2 separate regions of the Xenopus tropicalis genome follow, and region 2 is linked to region 1. A link is a contact called in public Hi-C data. All regions are on one chromosome and are shown on one strand. The core of a region is the stretch at or near the end of the contact, and the rest is flanking DNA. Distances in the headings are between cores, read along the strand shown.

Region 1 (5,419 bases), core at 1,012-3,511:
ATCCCATAAAACTATGGCAGCATAGGGATTCCCCTGTACTAAGCACAATTCAGCAGGAACAGCCCCCTAAGTTTGCTCATAGCCTGTACAGAGAGATACCATAAAACTATGGCAGCCATGTCTGAGAAATGATCCATTCATTAGTGCTTTGGAGCAGAATGAAACCCCCTGCAGAGCCAAGGCCCTATGAATTCTAAGTGAATGTATAAATGTTTCAGTGATTGGCAGCACTAAGTGTATAATTTATGAATGCCATATGCAAAGCCTTCAGTCTGCCCCAGGGGCTGCCAGCAGGGCTCCTTCTCCCTCTCGGGGTGCTGTGTGTTTATCCAAAGGCTTTTTCCAGTGTATAGAGATTTAATTGTGGTGCGGGATGAGCGGTGTGTGGGATGTATCTGGCACCGCAATCCTAATTCCACTTGATGGGAAGTCAGTGTGTGTACAAACCTGCCATGATCGTCTCCGGATCCGATCGATGGACATGAAACCCTGGAATCAATTGGTTACTCATTAATAATGCAGGGTGATGTCTCTGGGATTGTAGTTGGCAGTCTCTCTGTAGCCTGATACCCTCTGGGTTGTACAGGGGGGTGCTAATGTCGTTTGGCTTCCCCTGCCGGGAATATCACTGCTGCCGGGAGTAACTGCCATCCTTCCCTAGATATTGGGGGGGGGGGCACCATCACTCTGTGTGATTTGCCTGGAAGTGGGGCTGAAATGTCGTCTTTCTCTAGGTGCACTCTGCACCCCAATGACTCGCTCGCTATGGAGGGTCCCTTATCCAGGGTGAAGTCCCTGAAGAAGTCCCTACGGCAGTCGTTCCGCAGGATACGGAAGAGCAGGGTCTCTGGGAAGAAAAGGCCAAACACAGGCAGCCCCCCCAGCAGGGTAAGGAGCAGTTAATGAAAAATGTGCATATTGGTGAAATTTGGGCTAATCGGCTTATAAAACTGCTACTGTTTCTTTGTTGCTATTAGCTACAGGAGGCCAACGCTCAGCTGGCGGAACAAGCTGGGCCACATGACCTTGACATTGCCCCCGTGCAGAGAAGGATTGAGCCCCGCTCGGCCGATGATTCCCTGTCGGGTGTCGTGCGTTGCTTGTATTTTGCAGACACTTTCCTACGGGACGGTAAGGAATTAAGGCTCATCGTGCACCGTACAAATTCTCCCCCATAGTTGCCTGTCAGTGGATTTAGGCAATGGTTCATATATTGGGGATGGGGTCTGGAACATGAACCCTGGTACTAGTATCGATCCTCTTCTACTCCATCAAGTCACCCCACGAGCCAATCAGATTGTGGTGTGGAAGTGTTGGGTGCTCCTGTCTTTCACTGTCAGACTAAACACCCATTTTTGTTATTTAGCGATCCATCACGGCCCCACCATGTGGGCAGGCACCAATTCCGGCTCTGTATTTGCGTACGCTTTAGAGGTGCCTTCGAGGGAGAAGTTATCGGACCGCTCGGCAGAGGCTGTGTTGGGCAAGGAGATCCAGCTCATGCATCGGGCCCCGGTAGTGTCCATCGCAGTGCTGGACGGGCGGGGAAACCCCCTGCCTGAGCCCTTTGAGGTTTCCCAGGATTTGGCCAAAGCCCCGGACATGCAAGGGACCCACTCGGTGCTCATCTCTTCCGAGGAACAGTTTAAGGTCAGTTTTGGATGAAGCTGCATTTGCCCTGCTGGCACCACATGGGCTTCATGGTGCGCTGTGACCGGCAGAACTGCACTGCTCTAGTGGCCTGTGGGCTGATTGGCCAGATTGCTTAAGGGTGAAGACACACTGAGCAGCTACTTTTTCACGGCTACTACACTCTAGAAAATCCCCTGCCATAGACAATAGAATAGCTCTGTGTGCCTTAACCCTAAAGGAACAGTAACCCCCAAAAAATAAAAGTAATTAGAATATAATGTACCATTGGCCTGCACTGGTAAAACTGCTGTGTTTGCGTCAGATTACTACCTGCTGTCCAGAACCAGAATCACCTCAGATGGGAGTAGGGAGAGTTGCATCTACGTTTGGGGTGTCTAATTCGGACAGCTGGGGGTTTGTGTCTCCTTTAAAAAATAAAGTAACCCAAATTTGTACCTTGTACAACCCTCCTTTACTCCAACCAAACAAAGGAAACCTGACCTGAAAAGACCAAGCTGGATAACTGGGTTGGTGCAAATGGGGCAGACTGGCTGCTTGGAGCATTCTGCTTCATTATTGGCAGTGCTTTGCCTCACTGCAGCCTTGCCTTACATTCTGAGCAGCTGCTGCTTTGTTATAGGAAGGAAGTGGCGCGGGCTGTGATTCAGCGGAAATGAGCTTCCCACAGCAGTACACACACACACACACACACACACACACACACACACACACACACACACACACACACACACGGGTATAATATTGTACTGGCAACTTAGTTACTCTGGTACACAGGCGGGTATAGTATTATGGTATATATGGTTTATGTATGTGAGGGGATAGATAGGTCAGTGTGGGTCTGTATGGGAGTGGATAGATAGGTCAGTGTGGGTCTGTATGGGAGTGGATAGATAGGTCAGTGTGGGTCTGTATGGGAGTGGATAGATAGGTCAGTGTGGGTCTGTATGCGAGTGGATAGATAGGTCAGTGTGGGTCTGTATGTGAGTGGATAGATAGGTCAGTGTGGGTCTGTATGTGAGTGGATAGATAGGTCAGTGTGGGTCTGTATGTGAGTGGATAGATAGGTCAGTGTGGGTTTGTATGTGAGTGGATGGATAGGTCAGTGTGGGTCTGTATGTGAGTGGATGGATAGGTCAGTGTGGGTTTGTATGTGAGTGGATAGATAGGTCAGTGTGGGTTTGTATGTGCTAACTATGTAGTGACTTGGTTACTTGGGTGCTGGTGCACAGGTGGGTGTAATGTACCTGTAACTTGCAATGCACAACATTATGGCATCGGGAAAGTAACTAAGAGGAAAACCCTGGTTTATATTTTTTTTACCTTCTGCGCTCGCCAGGTATTCACGTTGCCCAAGGTCAGTGCCAAGACAAAGTTTAAGCTGACTGCCCACGAGGGCTGCCGCGTGAGGAAAGTCGCCCTCGCCACCTTCACCAGTGCCACTTCCGACGACTACTCCGAGAACTGTTTGGCGTGCTTGACCAATCTGGGGGACATCCACGTGTTCACTGTGCCGGGGCTGCGGCCTCAAGTGCGCTACGACTGCATACGGAAGGAGGACATCAGTGGCATCGCCTCCTGCGTATTCACCAAGTACGGGCAAGGTGAGGCCAAGGCAGAGGGGTAACCTGATTGGCAGATGTAGAACAGTCATGGCTGAAGGACATAAGTGGCATATCCCTGTAACCAGACCTAATGGCGGTTCTTTGCTGACCCCCAGGCTTTTACCTGATCTCCCCCTCGGAGTTTGAACGCTTTTCTCTGAGTGCCAAGAACATCACAGAACCCGTGTGTCTGGTGGAGTTTGATCGGCCCCACGATCCATTACACTTCAGGTAAGAGGGCTCCGCAGTTGCCCTTGGTGGCACAGGGGTTGCCATTGCTGCCCAGCACTACACTGGTCTGGTTAAACTACAGGCAAGTTTCCTTCCATGGGCCAGAAGCTTTCTAGTTGCTTCATTGGTCAGGGTTTGCTGGTATTCCGTGGGAGGGTCCGTGGCCAGGATTGGCTGTAGATGCTGATTATAACTTTTCTGTCGCAGCAATAAGATGACTCCATCTCCGAAGGGCAACCAGGCCAATGGGACGCACATACTGAGGGACTCTGAAGCGAGCCAGCAGGCAACAGAAGGTAGTGAGCTGTAACCAATCATATATAACTATACTGTGAGGCCAATGCAAAAGGGGGATATTTAAAGTCTGTTGGTCCTTAAAGATTCTCATGAAACGCCTCACTTCTCTCATGCAGGGAACGGGTGTGAGCGTATGGCAGAATTCTCGCCCTCTCCTCTCGACTCGCCGATGAACAGCATGGATACCACTCTGGACACCACGGGAGACATAACGGTGGAGGACGTGAGGGATATACTGGGGTGAGCCTTGTGGGGGCCGCTCCGAAATGATGGCTGCCATAGTAGTATGAGCATTGCAGTTCCACGGGGTGGGCAGGATCCATTGCAGGGTGTGTTGTCTGTGTCTCAGGCTTACAGAGAAGGAAGAGTTTGTTTTAAGGCGGTGCTTATCAGTGCAATTGCAAAAGGAAGAGAAGGCAGATGAAGAACCAGTTGGGATTAAAGTACTTTTCAATTGTACTGTTCGGTTGAATATACAGTATAGTCGACACAGGCCCCATTCATTGATCTCTAGTCCCCCATTTTAAGCACCTTGCATGGCCTGTAGGGGGTGTGGGGTGGAGCTTGTACATCTTGAGGGCATTAAGCTGAGGGCGGGATTTTAATTATAATGTCCTCATAACGGCTTCTTTCTATAGATCAACAGAGGAAGCTGAAAAGAACATGAAGAATTCCGCAGACGACCCCCTGCCCTCTGAGATACTGATTAAATAAGGTAAATGGGTGGGGCTTTGCTTAAGCAGATACAAAATGGCTGAACGCAGACCAGATTGCAAAGGGACTTTATCTGTACCAGATGGCAAACAAACTACAATAATATTCAGGGCTTCTGCTGCATAAGATCAGTGTACAGGACTTCATTTTGGGGTTTCACTGGTCTTTATAAATATTTTATTTATTTTCTTTTAACCCCAACATACACTGCAAAAATGAGTCTGGATGTAAGTGTGCGCCACTTTCTCCCGTTTGCAGGGACTATAGCCTTTCAGAAGCCCCTCCTGTTCCTACTACTGGTTCTTGATGCTGATTTTGGACCATTTCTGGAAGAAGTGATGTTCTTGGTTGAATCCACCTGTAGAGGGAAATGGATTGTTCCAAGGAGGCCGCAACCGCAGACCAGTTGGCTTTTCTACTAAATCTAACGAAGTTTCCATCTGCAGCCCCACCCGTTCCTCTTGCTATAACCACTGGAGCACCGATGGGCCTTCCCACGGGCTCTTCTGTCCCTTCACGTCATGACCTGGACGGTTCTGCTACCAAGAACGACTTTCGGAAACCCCAAGTCTGTCGGTTGAGGGCACCAAAGGCTCACTGATATGCAAAGGGCTCATGGGATTATTTTTTTTTGTATATTTTATAGAACACTTGTAGGACAGATTCTCTTCTCTGCAGCAGAACCCTTTGGTGCTAGAACCCTAGAACTCTGGCAGAGACTCATTCCTTCTGACCAAACCCCCGTTGGGTTTGCACTTAAGATGTTGTACAGAATTCCCGGAGGACTCGCTCGTGGGCGGAGCAAGCCGGCCGGCCATGAATATAAAGACACATGTTGCACGAATAATTCTTTGAGTGCCTTTGGGGTGGGGCAAAGTTAAGGGAACAGCACAATTATTCACAGGCAGATACTGCCCCTCCCA
Region 2 (5,246 bases), core at 2,274-4,773, 51 kb before region 1:
GTAGAAATACACATAGGTGGGCCCCCATGGGGGCCCACCTATGTGTATTTCTACAGCTGTATCGTTTTAGTGGTTTAGGTGATAGTGGAGAAGGGTTAAAGGGAATATAAACCCTGCATTTTGCCTGATGAAAGAAAATAGAATACCATAAATCCATGCCCTGCCGGTGGGTGCTGCCCTATTGCTTGCTATCGAATGTGCCCATCTGTAGTAAGGTTCCGCAACAGCCATTGCTATTTGGCATCTCAGCTGCTCAGTCTATAGTCTTAGGTCCTACCAAGGATCCTTAACCCACGAGTAACTGTTAGAAAGACTGTGGATCCTTCCTTTATGCTATGAATACTGATTTGGCCCATGTCTGCTAAACAACATTATTCCTCTGGGGGGTTTCTCTTGTGTGTTCAGCACTTTGCTATGATTCTGATTACTTTTTTTTTTTGCTTTAAAGAATAAATCATGTAATATATTATTTTGAAACAACCCGGCTTCGGCGTGGTGCTTTAACAGCAGGCAGGGAGTTAATGTCTAGTTTGCTGCGGTCATTGCAATATCCGGTCACTAGGTGGCGCTCGATAGTTTAAACAATGGTAGTACAGTGAACCCAGGGGATCTAATATAAAGGCTAGGATTAGAGTTCTGTTTCCTTCCCCCTCACAAAACAGGACAGGTTGTTCTAAACAACCAGCCATTTTATGGTTAATGTATATCCCTGCCTTTAAAGGTAAACTTATATTTATGGAAACCGAATTATCAAAATATCCCTAAAAATAACCCCTTACACCTGTGCAAAGCCGGCTTGCTGTGAATGCTCCAACAGCTGCTTTAAGACGAATGCTGATACCCCCCACCACCACTCTTCGGACCTCTGGTTGGGCCGTCTGTAGCACTGGGGCTGCTGGGAATGCTATACCAGGTGACCAATTTGTCCCTTGTTAATGCCCAGCGAGCTGCTGATCTACACCAAGCACCCACACCAACACCCCAATAAAAGGATTCAAAGCAGTGTTGGTTCATTAAAGGGGAAGTTAACTTTTAGTATGTTACAGAATTACCAATTCTGAGCAACTTTTCAATTGGTCTTCATTATTAATAGTTTTTGAATTATATGCCTCCTTCTTCTGACTCTTTCAATATTCAAAATGGGGCTACAATGTTATTATTGTTTTTTATAACTTATTTTCCTGTACAGGTTCTCTTCTAATCATATAGCAGTCTCTCCTTCCAACCACACCCTGGTTGCTAAGGTAATTTGGACCCTACCAACCATATAGCTGCTGAAACTCCAAACCGGAGAGCTCCTGAACAAAAAGGGGAATAATTTAAAAAAAAAAAATAATTAAAAAAAAATGAAGACCAATTGCAAATTGTCTCTGAATATTATTCTACATCGTACTAACAGTTAACGCAAAGGTGAACAATCCCTTTAAAGCACGTGAAACATAATTTTAGGAGAATCGCTTCCAGCTGGAACTCACGGACCATTCCCCATGATGATAATGTCCATGTTTATTGTTACTGAACTCGGGGGGATTGTGGGATTTGTAGTCCCAACAATAACAACTTCGCTGGGAAGGTGTGTAACATTTTTTCTCCCCCTCTCCTTCCCTCGAACACTCAAAGTAGCAAACCGCCAACCCACCAGCCTTGTGTGCCATAAAGGAGTTAATCCACGGCCGGTGAGGCCCACGCCTGGTGAAATTCCCATGCACCCCAGAGGTCAGCTGACCTAATCAGAACCCCCTCTTGTGCTATTTATTGTGGCTGCACCCAATGGCTCACTTGTTGTCTGCACCAAGCTGGAGACTTGCCAGGGTTTAGAAACCTATATGCCCTGTGGGTTATGCCAGTGTGCCCTACAGGTTATGCAGGGTACATAGGGCTGGTTATGTGCCCTGCAAATGGGACAAATGCATTTGCTGCAATGCCACTTTTGCCCAGCAGATGGTGCTGTGTATACACTGTATTGGTGCACTAATCAGCATTGTGATTCATACAAACTGGGGGTTATTAAAATAATAGATAAATTATACAAAGTATAACAATAAATACAAGGTACAGTTGCTATAAGGGTTAGACAACATGCAGCCTCAAATATTCCCTTCTCTACTTTGCTTGTTGGTGGGGTGGTGAGACTCGTAGTTCAGCAACATCTGTTTGGTCTCTATATATGAAGTTATACAGTACAATGTGCATCTCTTTGGAAGCAGTCTTTATGGACTGGCGGTGTGAATATACTGACATTGGAGCACACAAAGGGCGCCGGCCCATACCCTAGAACTGGATATTAGGGGTCCGTTATTACTATGAGCCCCTAACAACCAATGACCCCATGCCACACTTGCTGGTGGAGGAGTTGGCCCCCGACAGACCTTTGGCACAGGAGTTGTGCTGGGATGAGCAGGGCCATGGATAGATTTATGGGCCTTAGGCATTGTAGGGACCCCATTCTAAAAGGAAGGGGGGAATGCAATTTTGGGAGATACCACAACTGTTGCTGAACTACAATTCCCAGCATTCTACGGCAGCCTGAAGGCCGGGGTTTGAGGCAAATTTCTACCCTAAATCAGGGTGGGACTGGGCCAGCGGGACACCAGGAAAAGACCTGGTGGGCCCCGCTGACCCAGACCCAATACCTGTAAGTACTGTCGATGCACCGCTGCTTTTCCTCATTGCGGCAAAGTAAGTCTAGGTCGGCATTGGGGGGGCATGAACCAGCAGCCAGGGGGGCCCCTGAGTGGGTGTGGGAGCCCCTGAGGCAGTAGCTGTCCTAACACCACCTCTGAGACTAATGTAAAAGGCATGAGGTCTAGTAACCCATAGCAACCTGTCAGATGTTTATTTTTAAACAGGTGACCAATACACGATTCGTGCAGTCCAGCCGCCCATGCAGAGACTTATGGCTAATAGAAATATATGCCCTGTAGGGCCTCAAGCTAGTCCTTACATGATCCTAGAGAGGGGTCCAGGTAGATTGAGGGCGTGTCTAGGCGTAACTGGGTGTGGTCTGGACAAAAAGGGGGTGTAGCTTACATTTTCCTGGGGGTTTTTTTATTTATTTTTTTTGCAAAAGTCACATGACCAAGTGGCTGAGCCTTTGTTGACTCCAGATACAACAGTGGAATAAATAGATTTTTAACTTTTATTGCCGCTAAAAATGCAAACACGGCAGTCGTGAAGCCGCAGCGGGCAGCGTGGAAATGAAACGCAACCACAAAGAGTCCTCGGAGCTCGTTAAGTCTCTGCCTCTCCTACAATCAGATGCAGATGTTGACCTCAGCCTGCAGGAAGCAGGGGGGCTCCATTCCACAAGCCAAATGGGTCTCACATTCAGCATTAGAATATTCGGCCAATCAGAAATGATCTCATTGGCAGACATGGGCGCTCCTCTGGCGCGTTGCACCAGCGGCGGAACGTTCCAAAATGCAGCAAGGCCATTGGCCGGTGACGTTGGCATGGATACACTAAAACGGAGACCTTTTTTCGATCCCCGGTTGCCTAGACGACGCCTGGAATGTTACAGTCCCTTGCATCCACAGGGGGTGCGGGGAGTTCAGATTGTATCTGTAGCTCTTTCTACAACAGAACAAGACTATCCCAAGAGCAGGGGAAGCAACCGAAATCCATATTATTGCTATTGGGTCATTTCTGACTTTCTCCAACATTTAGTGCCGCCGTTCTACACATTCCACTGGTTTTAAAGTTATTTGTAAATGTAATTGCTATTGAAATCAGGTTCCGACTCCTGAAACAATGCAGCAGAAATCAAGTTCTCCCCCGGGCCTGTTTATCATTTGGCTTCTGCTACATTGTTTCAGGAGTCGGAGCCAGCAGTGCAGGGAATGGAAACAGACACTGTACATTTTTCAGTTCTGTGACCATTATAAAGCAGCAGAATGACTTCCTAATTATCGTAGGCGGTGCCTGGGGTGGGTATTGGCACATTAGCACTTCCTGCGCACGCGGCTATCCCAGACATTGTTCTTTATCATTGTCATGTCACGCGCCTGCTGCTTCGACACCCAGACCGTCGTGCTACTGATTCACACGCCGCGTGCAAGGAAATCACAAGACTGTTGTTCTTCTCACTGTTTCCTACAAGTAAATAACAGATCTCTGATACGGAATGTTGGCTTTGTTTGGTGGGTTCTGCCTGGTGCTTATAGCTGGGCCGGTTGCCCTCGGCACAATGGCAAGTACAGAAAGTGGTATTGGCCAGGGTAGGACTGGGGGGTGCGAGGCCCACCGGGGCTTCTCCATGGGCCCCCACAAACCCCCGTGGGGCCCTTGCAGCCAACCTCCTTACCCACTACCAGCCCCTACCCCCTGCCATGATTGGAGGAGGGAGGGCAGTGGGAGATGGGTTCTGTCCCGGTGACCCAGGGGCCCAGTCCGACCCTGCTATTGGCACCCAATCAACCCCTTGCCACCCCTGCTGTGGGATCTTTTATTTACCATCTAGGCACCCAAGTGCTACCCCCCCCTAAAGCTGCTGCCCTCGAGTGCCTCTATAGCAGGTACAGCCCTGGGCACGGGCCCTCGAGTGCCTCTATAGCAGGTACAGCCCTGGGCACGGGCCCTCGAGTGCCTCTATAGCAGGTACAGCCCTGGGCACGGGCCCTCGAGTGCCTCTATAGCAGGTACAGCCCTGGGCACGGGCCCTCGAGTGCCTCTATAGCAGGTACAGCCCTGGGCACGGGCCCTCGAGTGCCTCTATAGCAGGTACAGCCCTGGGCACGGGCCCTCGAGTGCCTCTATAGCAGGTACAGCCCTGGGCACGGGCCCTCGAGTGCCTCTATAGCAGGTACAGCCCTGGGCACGGGCCCTCGAGTGCCTCTATAGCAGGTACAGCCCTGGGCACGGGCCCTCGAGTGCCTCTATAGCAGGTACAGCCCTGGGCACGGGCCCTCGAGTGCCTCTATAGCAGGTACAGCCCTGGGCACGGGCCCTCGAGTGCCTCTATAGCAGGTACAGCCCTGGGCACGGGGCCCTCGAGTGCCTCTATAGCAGGTACAGCCCTGGGCACGGGCCCTCGAGTGCCTATATAGCAGGTACAGCCCTGGGCACGGGCCCTCGAGTGCCTCTATAGGAGGTACAGCCCTGGGCACGGCCCTCGAGTGCCTCTATAGGAGGTACAGCCCTGGGCACGGGCCCTCGAGTGCCTCTATAGCAGGTACAGCCCTGGGCATGGGCCCTCGAGTGCCTCTATAGCAGGTACAGCCCTGGGCACGGGCCCTCGAGTGCCTCTA

What was found. A called contact is a pair of places that touch in the nucleus more often than the background predicts.
Region 2: a contact with region 1 is called in a Hi-C map of liver, with 4 times the contacts expected there. The contact joins two enhancer-like sites. A contact is called at or near these places in 5 of 5 Hi-C or Micro-C datasets (brain, gastrula embryo, liver and 2 more).

What each region holds. Positions count from the first base shown.
Region 1 is chr9:15,995,988-16,001,406 of UCB_Xtro_10.0, reverse strand. It overlaps llgl1 (lethal(2) giant larvae protein homolog 1), which reads left to right. Exons shown (of 23, transcript XM_004918068.4): 15 at 735-888; 16 at 978-1,131; 17 at 1,367-1,650; 18 at 2,990-3,254; 19 at 3,371-3,485; 20 at 3,693-3,781; 21 at 3,899-4,022; 22 at 4,421-4,497; 23 at 4,755-5,419. The coding sequence ends at 4,496. Among named protein-coding and RNA genes, the nearest start is that of flii, 26 kb to the right of the region's middle. Within about 2 kb of position 2,261, at least 1 of the 11 cell types and tissues checked has an H3K27ac peak or open chromatin away from gene starts, as enhancers often do. A contact at or near this core is called in liver, where this site is marked.
Region 2 is chr9:16,048,163-16,053,408 of UCB_Xtro_10.0, reverse strand. No RefSeq gene overlaps it. Among named protein-coding and RNA genes, the nearest start is that of alkbh5, 15 kb to the left of the region's middle. Within about 2 kb of position 3,523, at least 7 of the 11 cell types and tissues checked have an H3K27ac peak or open chromatin away from gene starts, as enhancers often do. A contact at or near this core is called in liver, where this site is marked.